Regions from separate parts of the Ovis aries genome. Here region 1 is linked to region 2. A link is a contact called in public Hi-C data. All regions are on one chromosome and are shown on one strand. The core of a region is the stretch at or near the end of the contact, and the rest is flanking DNA. Distances in the headings are between cores, read along the strand shown. Region 1 holds the start of FOXO3 (forkhead box O3). Region 2 holds the start of ARMC2 (armadillo repeat containing 2).

What was found. Hi-C and Micro-C count contacts between places; a contact is called where the count stands out from the background.
Region 1: a Hi-C map of muscle shows a contact between it and region 2, with 2.4 times the contacts expected there. The contact joins the promoter of FOXO3 here to the promoter of ARMC2 in region 2. A contact is called at or near these places in 3 of 16 Hi-C or Micro-C datasets (muscle, omental adipose tissue and skin fibroblasts).

What each region holds. Positions count from the first base shown.
Region 1 is chr8:28,917,642-28,924,525 of ARS-UI_Ramb_v3.0, forward strand. FOXO3 (forkhead box O3) reads right to left here and starts at 5,355. Exons shown (of 2, transcript NM_001267889.1): 1 at 4,738-5,355. The coding sequence starts at 5,355.
Region 2 is chr8:28,620,583-28,627,213 of ARS-UI_Ramb_v3.0, forward strand. It overlaps ARMC2 (armadillo repeat containing 2), which reads right to left and starts at 1,589. Exons shown (of 18, transcript XM_027972389.3): 1 at 997-1,589. It overlaps LOC114116191 (a long non-coding RNA gene), which reads right to left. Exons shown (of 8, transcript XR_009601613.1): 8 at 4,872-5,171.

The DNA of each region.
Region 1 (6,884 bases), core at 4,105-6,604, 300 kb after region 2:
CAAAAGAGTATGAAAACAAAATAAATTTCATTCTCTCCAGCCCAGGGAATCCAAAAACTGATCGGCAAGGGGTAAGCTGGGTATCTTCTCAAAAGGCACTAGCTTAAACAGTCTTATCTTTGCATTTTTATAAAGATATTTAGATGAACAATGTCTGCTAAATTTTTGCAAATCAGGTAAATGATTTTTTTAGTGGGACAAGGCTTCTTCACAAATTTTCCAAATAAAAATATCGTGCTGGTTTTAAGTAAGCATCATAAGTAGAGTATTAAAAAGTTTAACTACAGATGTTCTTCTATGGTATCATTCCCTTAAAATAGAACCCTCCTAAAAACTCCTAAAAATAAGTCTGCATAGTTTCATTTCATTTTCAGAGAAGGAGATAAACATATCAAAACAAACACTTAACTTCTTTTTAAAAGAGCCTCTCTGTTACATGGGGCTCACAGATCAAAGTCTAAAATGGTCAATTTCTTCACCTCATAGGTCGATGACACAGCTTTGAAAAAGAAGAAAAACAGTCCCCCTAGTGTACTGCCACTGTAGAAAGAGGAAGTATGTTAGTTGAGAATCACTGACGAAGACAGTACTGCCGAAGGAAATTACAAAACAGTATTTCAGCAACAGGGGCCAAGCTGAAGACAGATTCCTCGTACAGCACAACCCTAACTGGCCCTTTAGTGAGTTAGTCCAAAAGGTGACTGGGGTCAAAATCAGAGGCCAGTATGAAATTATTATGCCTCTGTCATTTTGAAATGGTTGAAAATATTTTTAAACATTAAAGTTGCAGTTAAAATAACATATTTAAAAAATACAGTATGGTGAAAAGGAACTGGGTGCATTCATCTAAAGAGCTAGAACTGTAAGGACGTGAGCAAGTATTATGCGGCAGGCCAGCCCTCATCTTTTAACCTTGCGAAGAATCGGCAAGAGGACACATTCTCACGTGAAGGAAGACTCGGTCACTTGCAGCAGCAGAAGTCCTCTCACATTTGTGAAGCTGTAGGAACCACCACAGAAACTCATAGCCGCCTGACATTATTGTGCCCTGACCCACGGGAAGCACTGATGAGTGGGCGTGTGCAGGAGAATCAGTGAAAAATGGGCCTCACCAGGTAAACTCGGGAGTTCTAGAGGTCTGCCTGAGACAGGAGGAAACAGAGACCTCACCAGCTCAATTAACGGTGCAGCGCAAGTAAGCTTAATCTGAGTTAAAGGAAATGTAACCTTTTCCCCCTTTAACCACATCTGATTATTCATTTCTACTTTAATGCCTGAGGTAAGGGAACCTGCGAGATAGCTATCACCTTTCTCCCTGGCACGGTTTGCATCTTACAAATTCAAGTTAACCAAGAGCTTCCTCCTTTTGTTAAAATGGTCCTTTTTTGCCACCTTTGTCACTTCACAGTTCCTAAGTACTCTTTCCTGATAGGCACCAGACAGCTTTACAGACACTGTGTGCTCACTCAGCCTCTACCAATAATCAGTCATCTTCCCGATGCTGAAATAATAACCGAGATTTTTTAGATGGAGAGACAAATATGCTTTTTAGGAAAACAACTTCTACTTATGTAAGACTACCCAGTGCTTAGTACATAACCTTTAGAAAGGATCAATTTAAAGAGAAAAAAATAGTGTAATAAAGATCTCTAGAGCCACAGGCTGCTAATTATCTCTGTACTAACCAGCTGTGTGATCTTAGTAAAGTCATTAACTTGAAGAATCAAGATCTTCACCTATAAAATAAGGGGACTGAACTAGATCAGCAAACCTCGTCCTGGCTGTACATTAGAATCACCTAAGAAACTTCAAAAATTAAACAAAAACAACCTCACCAACCAATACCCTCACATCGGCCCAATTAAATCAGGTTCTCTGGGTACTGATATTTTTTAAAAGCTCCCAGATAATTCTTACATGCAACCAGAGCTTTGATTCACTGGTCTTGATTCTGATCGCTAAGACCTCTTTTCTAATTCGCTCTATGCTCTTAGGGTGATAATTCTAGTTACAAGATCTCATTAATACAAAGGCCCAAAAACTACAAAAGAAGTAAGGCCTAGGTGCTGCATACTACACCTATGTGCACACATGACTGGCAGAGGTTAACCTGAATTCTAGACATTTTTAGAAGTTAAAAACCTGAATGTAAAACGCAGAATGAAAGTAGCGTGGTTTAAAAGCACACACCTGCTTCCAAATGACTAATCATGATAGGAATCAACTCCTGAAACTTGGATGCGTAGAAATAGGTCACAATTAGCTCCTGACCTCTCCCTTTTCCCTCTCTTCCACCTCCACTAAACCACAAGCACAAAAAAAGCTTGGCTATTACTCATAATCGGAATGTGAAACCACAGCCCCAGTTTCAAAGGGCCTTCTCCATCATCAAAGATTTGGAAGTTCTTGCATGGCTGCATCTTTTGGTAAAGATCATCTTGCAAAAACTCTAACTCAATTATATCTCTATAGTCTTCAAGGATTAGTTATCATGCGATAATCAGAAATGGACCTGGTGTAAAATTTTAAAGATAAAATATTCATAAAATATGCACCCAGTATTAAACATATGACTGCTGGACAGTTTCAATTTATAATGCTTCATAAGATTTTAGTTAAAGAAAAATGAGATAGCAGAGAAGGAAAAAACAAACCATGAGACCAAAAAGAGTTAAGATATAAAACCACGAAGTTTAAGACTAGGCCCCAAATCTCTATTGCAGATCCTGTAAGCTACGTGAAAATATAATAAATTCAGTATCAATTCATGGTTATTTTTGGTAGCCACACTTTCCCACATAAGTCTTAAAAAAAAACTTTCAAATGCCATAAACTGGTATTATCTTTAACCATAAACATGATGCAAGAAATATTACTTATGGAAAACTACTTTCATAACCTTAAAAATCATAAAAAAGGTGAAAACCCTTGCTATGTTAACTTTCTAACTAACTTAAAGCTAACTTTTAACTAACAGATTCTCTGCACCAAATCCAAAATTTGTAGGACTAAATTTCAAGTGTGAGAAATTTGGAAAAGACTCCACACCCCACCCAATCCATCTTCTTAGATCCCACAAATTCATCCCTTCCTAACACTATACACTGAGATCAACCCTTGCTATCCACTTGAAAACTCAATTTTTAAAAGTATCACATCAGCACTGCTTTGAAACAGAATTCTCATCCTTTTCATAAATATCCTATTATCACAAAACTGGCATTCTTTTGCAAAGCAATACAACTGAATCGAACCTAAGATTCATAATAACAGCGTTTGTTCAAGGATGAGATAGATTTGTGGAACAATATCAAAGCACTTGTTTTCCTTTTAAAGTATCAAACCCTTTCCCTATACTAAGCATAAAAAAATTTTAAGGCATATTTCAAGATTTTTTTAAACCAAATTAAAAGTCAATGACACTAAATTCTTTAGCTTTTTCATGTACTAGCTCCTCTCCAGTGCTTCAGTTCTCCACCTAAGGTCAAACTGTTCTTATTTTATACACCCACTGGAATCTAGGAAGTACAGAGCTCCCCAAAGACAACAAAGGAAGGGACAGAAGGAGGAAGCAACCACCTTTTTAATTAAAAAAAAAAAAAAAATCCAACTTGTTACTAGAAGCAACAGACAGAAAGATATGTGTCTACAGCTGCACAGGGCTCCCTTTAGCCTGGTATGCATTCCTGTCTTGGGAGATGTGGCCAGGAGGATGAGGTGCAAGAGCAAAGCCGCTGGGTATCAGCGGCCCAGCAGGGGCACAGGAGTTAATCTCTTTGGATGCCCAATTGCAGGAAGTCATTACATCATAGGCCTTTCCACACCTCTCTCCCTACCACGTGTCCAGTGCCCCAAGAGGCTGAAAACGAACAGTAGAGAGCCTCTCTTCAGGTTCACTTACAGGTAGAAGCCATTACGGTCCAGCCCTGCCAGCAAACCTCCCTCCCCAAGGCCCAGGTGAGGCGCCAGGCGCGGGTCCTGGGCACCTGGACCCTCTGCCTCAAACAGCGCCAGAATCCGGACCTCTGCGCAGAAGCCAGCAGGTGCAGCGAGTCCCCGCTGAGGTAAAAGGGCTGGCCCGTGCCAGGCCCCAAAGCACCTCAGAAGCTACCTGCTGTAGAGACATCTCTGAAGAACAGAGGTGTGGACACAGGCAAGGAAAGGAAACCGGCCAGGAAGAGGTTTACAACCACCGCTTTTTGTAATTGGATTGATGTGCCTGTGGGAGCGAAAACCCCACAAGCCCGAAAACTTGGGCACAAGGGTTCTCATCCAGGTAGTCACAACACACCACGCTTCAGCGACTGACTTAAAACCACAAATCCACTCCTCCCAACCCGTTCCCTCACTCCCCCCGTAGTGGCCTCGCCGCACCCCCACGATGGGGGACTTCTACTCCCAAGTTGGCCGCAGACCTACCTTCTCTGCGATGACCCAGGAATCCGGCAAATTCACTCCGGTCCGTCTGTCCTTCCCTCGCCGGTGTCCCTCAACCCCTCGCCTCACCTGGCCATGCCTGAGGTTTCCCCAGGAGCCTTCTCTCCTGCCACCTTCGCGGCCGTCCCCGGTTGCCCCTCCTCCGGGATCACACAAAACCCCCAAAACCTCACAGCGGAGGCTCTCCCTGCCAACCCCTCTCCCCCGCGCCCTCAGGAGCGCTCCGTCGAATCGAAGACGCGCCTCGCACTGCGCAGGAGGCCCGGCGGGTCCGGCCGCCCGCCCCAGGTGGGTACGCACCTTCCAGCCGGCAGAGCTGTTGCTGTCGCCCTTATCCTTGAAGTAGGGCACGCAGCGCACCATCCACTCATAGATCTGGGACAGAGTGAGCCGTTTGTCTGGGGAGCTCTCGATCGCGCGAGTGATCAGGTCGGCGTAGGACAGGTTCCCCCAGGCGTTCCTCCGCGACGAGCATTTCCTCGGCTGCCCGGAGCCCCCAGCCGTCCCCGGCTGCGGCGGTGGCAGTGGCTGCTGAGGCTGCAGCGGTGTCTGCGTTCCCCCGCTCAGCGCGCCCGCCGCGGGGGCTGGCCCGGACCCGGGGTCCTGCCCTCCAGGAGCCAAGAGCCGGGCCGAGTCCTCCAGGAGTAACCCAGAGCCCAGCGGGCCGCCCCCGCCGCCGCCGATCGCCATGGCCGAGCCGGCCCTACCGCCACCGTCCTCGTCGTCTTCATCGTCCTCCTCCTCGGGGATCATGGAGTCAGCAGCCGCCTCCCCAGAGGGCTTGGCCGGGCTCCCCTGGAGCTCCGGCCTCTGCAGGGGCCACGTACAGGAGCGCGGCCGGCTCTGGGGCTCGAACTCCGGGTCCAGCTCCACTTCGAGCGGAGAGATCGGGGCCGGGGAGGCCGGCGCCTCTGCCATCTTCGCCGCCCGCCCGCCCGCCCGCGGCTCGGGCTCTCGCGCTCTCCTCTCGCGCCGGGGCGGGGTGCGGCGGGGGAGGGACGGGGGCGCCGAGAAGGCTCGGGCTCCCAGGCGGCGCCGCCGCCGCCGCCGCTACAGCCGCCGCCTGGGGAAGCACGAGAGGAGAGAGAAGGAGAGTTGGTTATCCCGGGCTGGAACCCAGTCTTCGGCGAGTCCTCGCCCGCCGTCGCCGCCGCCACCGCTTCGCGACCGCACCGCGCCCGCCTCCCAGGAGCAGGCAGACCTGGAGACGTGCGTCCCGCGAACCTGGCGCAGCAGACGCCGCCCCCAGACCAGGCCGCTGGGGAGACGGGAGCGAATCGACGGGCTCGCACGGGGCACCCCCTCCCCCGCCGCCGCCGGAGCTGCAGGTCTCTCCTGGGCTAGGTGGCTGGGCGGGGAAGAAGGGGGAGGGGCGGGGCGGGGGAGGGGCGCGGGCCGCGCCTTTAAAGCGGGCAGCAGCCGGCGCTGGCGCAGCCCAGCTGCGGTCCGAGCCCGAGTCCGGGCGGGCGGGCGTGCGTTTGTTTATGTTTCGCTCGGGCCCGCTCAAGTGCTTCCCGCGACGCCGCCGCCAAAGTCTGTGGCGTCTTCGGCTCTTCTTCCAGTCCCCGGCCCTGCTGCCTCCGCGCCCCTCTGCCACCCCCTCCCAGCGGAGGGCTCGAGCCCGGGGACGGCGCGGGAAGCTCCTTATTTCCCTCTCTGCCCGCGGGCTGAGAGGGCAAGCGTGGGTCCGAGCGCAAACAGGCCCTTGTCACTTCCAGAAAAAGGGGAAGCCGGGAAAAAGGAGGGCAAGCAGCTCGGTGGGTATTTGCCAAGGGTCGAGCCGAGCGGCAACGGCCACTTTCGGGGTTTGTGAGGCTTATTCTCCCACGGGCGTTGTGCCTTACACCCCCTTCCCAGTGAAGAACGGGAGAAGGGGGCAAGTCGGAACGTAAATCTTCCAACAGGTCAGGAAGCACCAAGTCTCCCGGGCCGCCAGAAAGCTCAGACCAGCACGTTCTTCACCTCCTTGCTCCCGCTGCTGCCATCTTGACAGTTTCCCCCCCTTCACTCAAGTCCTTTAAAAACACTAGCGGGAGAGAAGAGGGGCGCGCACACCGAGTCACGGGGAGGGAAAAGGGAAGCGCCTGGCCCAGCTCAGAAGCAGATCCGGAGTCGCCGGGAAGGCGGTCGACCCGCTCACAGCTCCGGCGCCTACCTCGGTTCCTTCCCCTCAGGGACGAGGGGGGAGGACGCACAATCCCGCGCGGGCCTGGGGCACGATGAGGAAGGGGCGCGCAACCTCGGCCGAGAGGCGCTCCGGCCGCCGCCGCAGCCCGCCTGAGAAACCGCCTGTCAGCCTGCGCCCCGCCGCCTTCCACATTCCTCCTCCTCCCTTCCACAAGCAGAGCGGCCGAGGCAGCAACACAAAGTTATAGACACACGCAGGGTGCCTCAACCTAGGCTGACGGCGGGCGGGCGGGCAGGTCCCCGCCCAGGGGGAGGGCTGG
Region 2 (6,631 bases), core at 339-2,838:
CAAGCAGTGGTTAAATGCTTAGATGCTGCAGTAAAGTTCAAATCAGTTCAGTTCAGTCTCTCCGTCGTGTCTGACTCTTTCAGACCCCATGAATCCCAGAACCGCCAGGCCTCCCTGTCCATCACCAATACTCTTAACAGTTTGCAGCTGTGTAACCTTGGGCAAGGTTTCTAACATCTCTAAGCCTCAGTTTCCTCATCTATAAAAAGCATGCTGTAAAGAGTAATTGCCTCATAGGACTGTTTTGAAAATTAAATGATGTAATTAACAAAGTGGGTTAGCATGGTGACTGGCCCTTAAAAAATGTTAACTACTGTCCCAATGCTATGTGATAAAAGGATACAACAATTAATTTTCTCATGAATGAAAAGTCACATTTCAAAAAAGAAAGGAAATGCCATTTTTTATGTGGGTTTTTTTTTTAATATATAAGTTTTAAAATTTAAACCACGGTATTCTGCTTTGGGAAAAAAGAATCTTAAGTATTTTATTGACTATAAGTTGTGTCAAACAATCAGAATTTTATAAATCTACAAAAAAGATATATGTAAGGTGTGGTACTTGCTTTTCTACCATGTAAAATAATTCTAAATCAGGATGAGACAGAAGGTCTGCTGTGATACTAGTAGGAATGGATAAAAGACGTTATATGTAATACGATATATTTTAACGTATATTGTTACACATACACTTATTTATTTAAGACCCTATCTGTTGCCTAGAGGAGCCCAGGTACAATTTATGTGACTTTGGCTAGGTCACTGTCTGCCTTGATAGACAAGTCCCTTTGTCTATCACTCTCTCATTCAACAAATACTATTGAGTTTCAACTAAGCACCACGCGCTTGGCTAAACCTCAGCGTGTAGAAATAGACATCCGCGACCTGACCCCAAGAGCAAGCACAGTTCACTCTCATCACCTCTCTCCCCGATCCAGGGACAGAAAGGCGACGACAGAAGAAGGGGTCCCCGGTGAACCTGCAGGGGAAGTCTCACCTCCCGCGCGGCCAGCGGCTCCCCGACTCCTGGCAATGCCCCCTCCTCCACCGGTCCAGGCCAGAGCAGAGCGCCGCAGCATCTTCACCCTGCCCGCCTGTCTGCCTGCCAGCCCGCTTCTCCCGGCCGGCCGGCCTGCGTCTCCATGGTAACGGTACACAAACTACTTCCTCGGGCGGCCGGGCCGCCTCCCTGCAGAGCCAGGTAGCTGCTGGACAGGCGGAGTGGACAGAGACTGAGCTGGGAGTGGGCGCAGGGAAGGGGGCTTCCGGCCAGATCCAAAGTACCTTGTGGTTAGCGCTGGAGACAAGTTTAACAACTGCGGAGATTCAGCTCATCCTCCAGTTTTTCCGCAGGCAGCAGCCTCAGCCGCGAAGGAGAGCAGGCGGGGCTCAGCAGGGTGGGGCTGGGTGAGGACGGACTGACAGGTCCCCTGGCGCCGCTCGGCCACTGGGCCTGCGCAGACCGCCCGGCGCATGCGCAGAAACGCTGAGGCGTGGACGCGGCGGGCAGAGTGGGAGGAACGTGGGCGAGGGCCGGAGGCACCGAGAGAGCGTGTCAGGTGCGGCCAGAAAGGGCGAGGGGGACCCGGTGGAAGAGCCGGGGTGGGAAGGCATCTGCTTTTAAATTAGCAATTTACGGAACCACGGTCGTTGAGCCCGTGTGAGATCTCAGCGCCTCTGTTAAATAACAGTACACAGAAAGGGTAGCTTAGTGTTTAGGAGTAAGATTCAGGATTTACTGGTTCAAGTTGAGGTTCAATGTAATCTTGAACTAGATGCTTAACGCTCCCAGTCTCTCCTCATCTGTAAAACGGAGGGAATAATAGTACCTAGCTAGGTCTTGTGATGGTTGTGAAGACTGAGAAAATAGATTTCAAGTGCTGTGCGTGTGGCAGTCAACGAATGTTAAACTGCTGCTATTATTAAGACCTTGCACGGGTGAAGCACTTCAGAGTTTACAAAGTGTTTCACTGTGTATTATCTTTTTGAGCGTCCCTGACACTCTGATGAAGCCACCCCGTATCCCTATTCACAGGACAGGAAATATAGGCTCGAGGTCTAGTGAGTGACAGCGGTAGATTTAAGTCTAGGCCTCCGGTCGGCAGTTTTTGTTCTTACTGTTAACTGGTGAAAAGAACCCCATTTATGTTTCTGGCTTAAATTTTGTTTTCTGCTGTTAGACCATTCAGCAACACTTTACAGTGTTAAATACAAGTGAGACCATAATCACTCTCCATTCAGGATTGCACCACGTTTTTTAAATATGGGGATTTTTCAGCTAAAGTGTTGTTGTCAACACTGGGAAGATGCCACATCCTTTGGTGCTAAGTATCTTGTAAAGAATAATTAAATTGAAAATATTTGGGGGCACATACTATGTGTAAGGCATAGTGTTAGGTGGGGGAAATGATATTAACCTGAACTAAAGGAAGCTAAGTGGTCTTCAAAGTACCCAACAGGATTTCACATACAATAAAACAATAAATACTTATTAGTTGATTGGATAATTTTAGGGCCTAACACAAAGTATTTGCCTTCTTCGGAGTTGAACTCTTTCCCAGCTACTTAGCATGAATTACTAGTTGCTTTCAGTTCCTTCCCATCCCCTAGAAATCCAGGGTTTGCTCCAGCCCCTTTAGATGGGTCTCAAGATGTCCCCATACATCTCTTGTCCCTGAGACTCAAAATGAAGGCTCATGTCACCCCCTCCTTGCTGTCCCAGGTTGGAGCTTAATTTTCCCTGGACCATCTAACTGCAGTCACTGGGAAGACCTCTCACTGAGTTTGAGATGAGGGAGGTGGCACCCCTACCCTCCTCTTCAAAGAAATTGTCTCATACATTCTCCCCTCTTCCACTCTCTGACTCCTGACTTTTAGCCTCAGCCTGGACCCTTAGGGCCAGGGAGTCTGATGTTTCTCTATGACTTGACCTATGGAGCTTTACCTCACTTTCAGTTTGAACTAATGATTATACAATTACCATCACAGTTGAAACTTCAGTTTAAAACCATGTTGTACATCCAGTTACTAACTATGCACCTAGGATCTTGGGCTAAAATAGACCTTGCAAGCACACTGCTGGAACGTGAAGCTGGCTGGCTCAGTCAGAAAATGTCTGCTGGGCAAGTCAGAATGATTGAAAAGAATGACAAGGGCAGAATTATAGGCAGCAATTATTTAAAAGCAAGGAAGCGGCCCAGCTTACCTCACTGAGGGACATAACATGGGAAAAAATTGCGGATATCATAGCAATGGCCTGGTATACTGACCTGACTCTTCCTCCATGGTTACCTGATGGCTATTTAACAGATTTGACATAGTTAAGCTTGTAAGTAGAATTACTTTAGAAACAAAATTGTTGACAGTTCTTATACCTTAGATTAAAGAGGAAAACATTTAGTCTCTGACATTTATAAAGCACTTTATAGTTTCTAAACTGCTTTCATTTTGAGCATGTCCTTTTTATTACTTTATTTAGAGTTTATAATAGGCCTGAGAGGTAGTTGGTTTGGAGATTATCATTCCAATTTGAGAGTAGACACAACGCAGGTTCAAAGAGGGTAAATAACCCACAGTCACACCACTAGTAAGATCTGAGGTCTGGTGTTTTTGATGCCATCCACCACTATACATGAATAAATGTTATTTTTCAGGCAGAGGCTTCTTGTTTACAGCAGTGAGAAGTACCTCTTAGGCTGTTGACACGGTTAAGATATGCTTCTTATTTTCTCCCCTCTCTTATCTCAACGTATTTCCTGTATGGGGCAACCAGGAACAAGAATCTTTATGTTCACCTGAAAATGTTGGATTTCTGAGTTTGGAGTTAAGGTGAGAATTATATAGGTGGCAGAACAGGTAATAAAAATTTTACGTACCCTAATGATGCAAAAGCATAACAGAATGATAGCTATTTTTAACCACAGATGACCAGTGGGTTTTATAATTTATACTATAGTTTATATTACATATACTTAATATTTAATATCTATAGCTTATCTTTAAGAGTATATCATTAGACATACTCTTGAAAATATACAAGTTAAATACTTCTTTCATGCTCATGATTTCAGTGATTTTTATGACAATAACAAACATGACTCAGAGAGAAAAAAATTGCTTCTGGCATGGAATAAAAATCACCCATTTAGAATTCAAATATTCAGTCTGAGATACTTTCTGCTTTTGTCAATATGGAATCTCAGTGCTTTAATTATTTTTATCACATAATTCCTGTGAGGCGTTCATCAAATTGATAGCCCATGAAGACTTTACATATAAATTTAAAGGCACAACTACATCAGAATGCAACTTGGTAAAAATCTACAGTGCAATGGAAATTAAGTAATTTCATGGAACTAGATAGACACAAGACAGAGGAAAGTTCCTAAAATGTATTCACTGGAAAAAAAAATTACATAAAAAGCCAAGTGGAGCTCAGCTTTTACCTGGGCACCTTCAGTCTTACTTGCCTTTGATTACCACAACACCACAACCACCTGTGCCACATTCTGCAGCAGCAGTCAAGTCAGGCATTGCTGGGGATGGTAACAAAGAGGGTCCACTTAATTGCTAAGTGATCACAAAGAGTCTCTGACTACCTAGTATTTCATTGGACAGAAGGGGGTTCTAGTTTTCGGGGACTGAGTTGGGAGTCTTAACTGCAGATTGCTTCATCTTAAACAACTGCTGAAGTACCTCTATAGGAGAGACCATCAGAAACCTCCTATTCTTTGTCAGACTCACCTGTGAGGCATTACTGAATGAGATGTCTATATCTTTTGGAAGCTTTCAGCTGTGAATAACAGGATAACCACCTCCCCCCTCCAACCTCCCACCCCCCAGTAATAAAAAGTAGTATAAATAAATACCAAGGACATTTAGCATTTTATTTCTCTATAAATCTCAAAGCGGGTTGTTTCAGGGTTGGCCCTGCAGCTGAGGGGTGGCATTAAGGCATATCAGTCACGTCTCCCCACCAGGTCACAAGACCAGGTAGCAGCACTGACCTGTGCATCCTCACACAAGCCTCTCGGAGCAGGGAAGAGAGAGGAAAGGCCAAGCCCTTTTCACATGCTCTTTACACTGAGAAGGGAAAATTCCCCAGAAGCGCCTCCGCTGTATTCTTCTTGTTATTTCATGGGCCAGAACTGTGTCATACCCACACGGCAGTCTCTGGAAGAGATGAAGAGGATTACTATGACCGTGATCGATTTAGATCAATCAAATTTCATCCCCTGGGGGTTGAGGATGGAGCCCCTCTTCTCTGATGCCACAACCTGAACCAACTGGAGTCTGTTCAGCAAGAGAAGGATCAACTGCCATTGGGTAGATGCTGACAGCATCCGCCACAATGTCTGGGTGAACTAATGAAGAATGTCTTCAGATAGGCAAGAAATTCTGAGAACTGCTCATCCAGACTGGAATGAGAGAACCAAAAGAGTCACGCCCAGGCAGGGTGCTGTTTGGTGCCAAGTCCTGAAGTGAAACTGTGGTCCCTGGCCTGACTGCTGCCCAATCGTGGCTGCCACATTAGAACCACCCAGAGAGTTGCGAAAAGCACCTCTGCTCTGCATTCAACCCACTGTTGGTCCAGTCGCCAGGGGAGGAGAGCACAGGCGAAAGGGTTAAGTCTGTTTGCAGCTGTCGAGAAAACTGTAACATACAGCAGCCCGCAGGGAGGACCTCAGCCCTGGTGCAGGCCAGAGCTCCTCTGTCTGCGGGCCTCAGCCAGGATTAACAGGAGGCAGAGACGTCACTAGAATCCTTGGCTTCAGAGCAGGAGGAAAAGAGAGGATGCTAATGATGCATGACCCAGGGATGAGACTCATGGACCTGGGATGCTGTCCTTGATGTCCCCCACTCCTTGCCTTCTTGGAACTTACCATGCCTTCTCCACCTGGTCACTCTGACCCCACTGCATTCTCCTCCTGCTCCAAGTCCACCCCACAGGCAGCAACCCAAGTGACTCTCTCAGATTGCAGTCCTTGCAGTCCTCTGACCACAAGCTCTCGATGTCTGCCCATGCATACTTGCAGGCATATTCAGTCATGTCCGACTCTTTGAGACCCCATCTATTATAGCCCACTGTTCCTCTGTCCATGAAATTTTCCAGCCAAGGATACTGGAATGGATTGCCATTTCTTCCTCCAGGGGATTTTCTGGCATCTCCTGCATTGGCAGGCGAATTCTTTACCATCGAGCTACCTGGGAAGCTCAGCCTGCCCACTGACCACCAAAGTACATCCCAGATCCTCTGGGTTCTGTACTGCAGCCTCTGCTTCTACCTTATTCTAATAACTAGGATTTATCTGGGGTTATAACAGGCTGTGGGCTAAGTGCTCTCATGACTTTAAACGAGCAAATCTTTCAACCCCAAAGTTCTAAAATTATCCTCATTTTACATGCAAAGAAACTGCAGTTTAGTTTCTTTACTTGCCCAGGTCACACAGGTGGTCAAAATGGTGGATCTAGTTGGGACATTTCTGTGGCTTTCTGTACAATATGCCATGGCCCAGGAAGAGGAGCAGAAATAGTGTGTATGGGGACAACCAGAACTGGGGGTGGCCTAGAGGTTGAAGTCTGAAGGGACGGGCTATGGGCCCCCAGGCCACGGGAGGGTAGAGGGAGAGGAG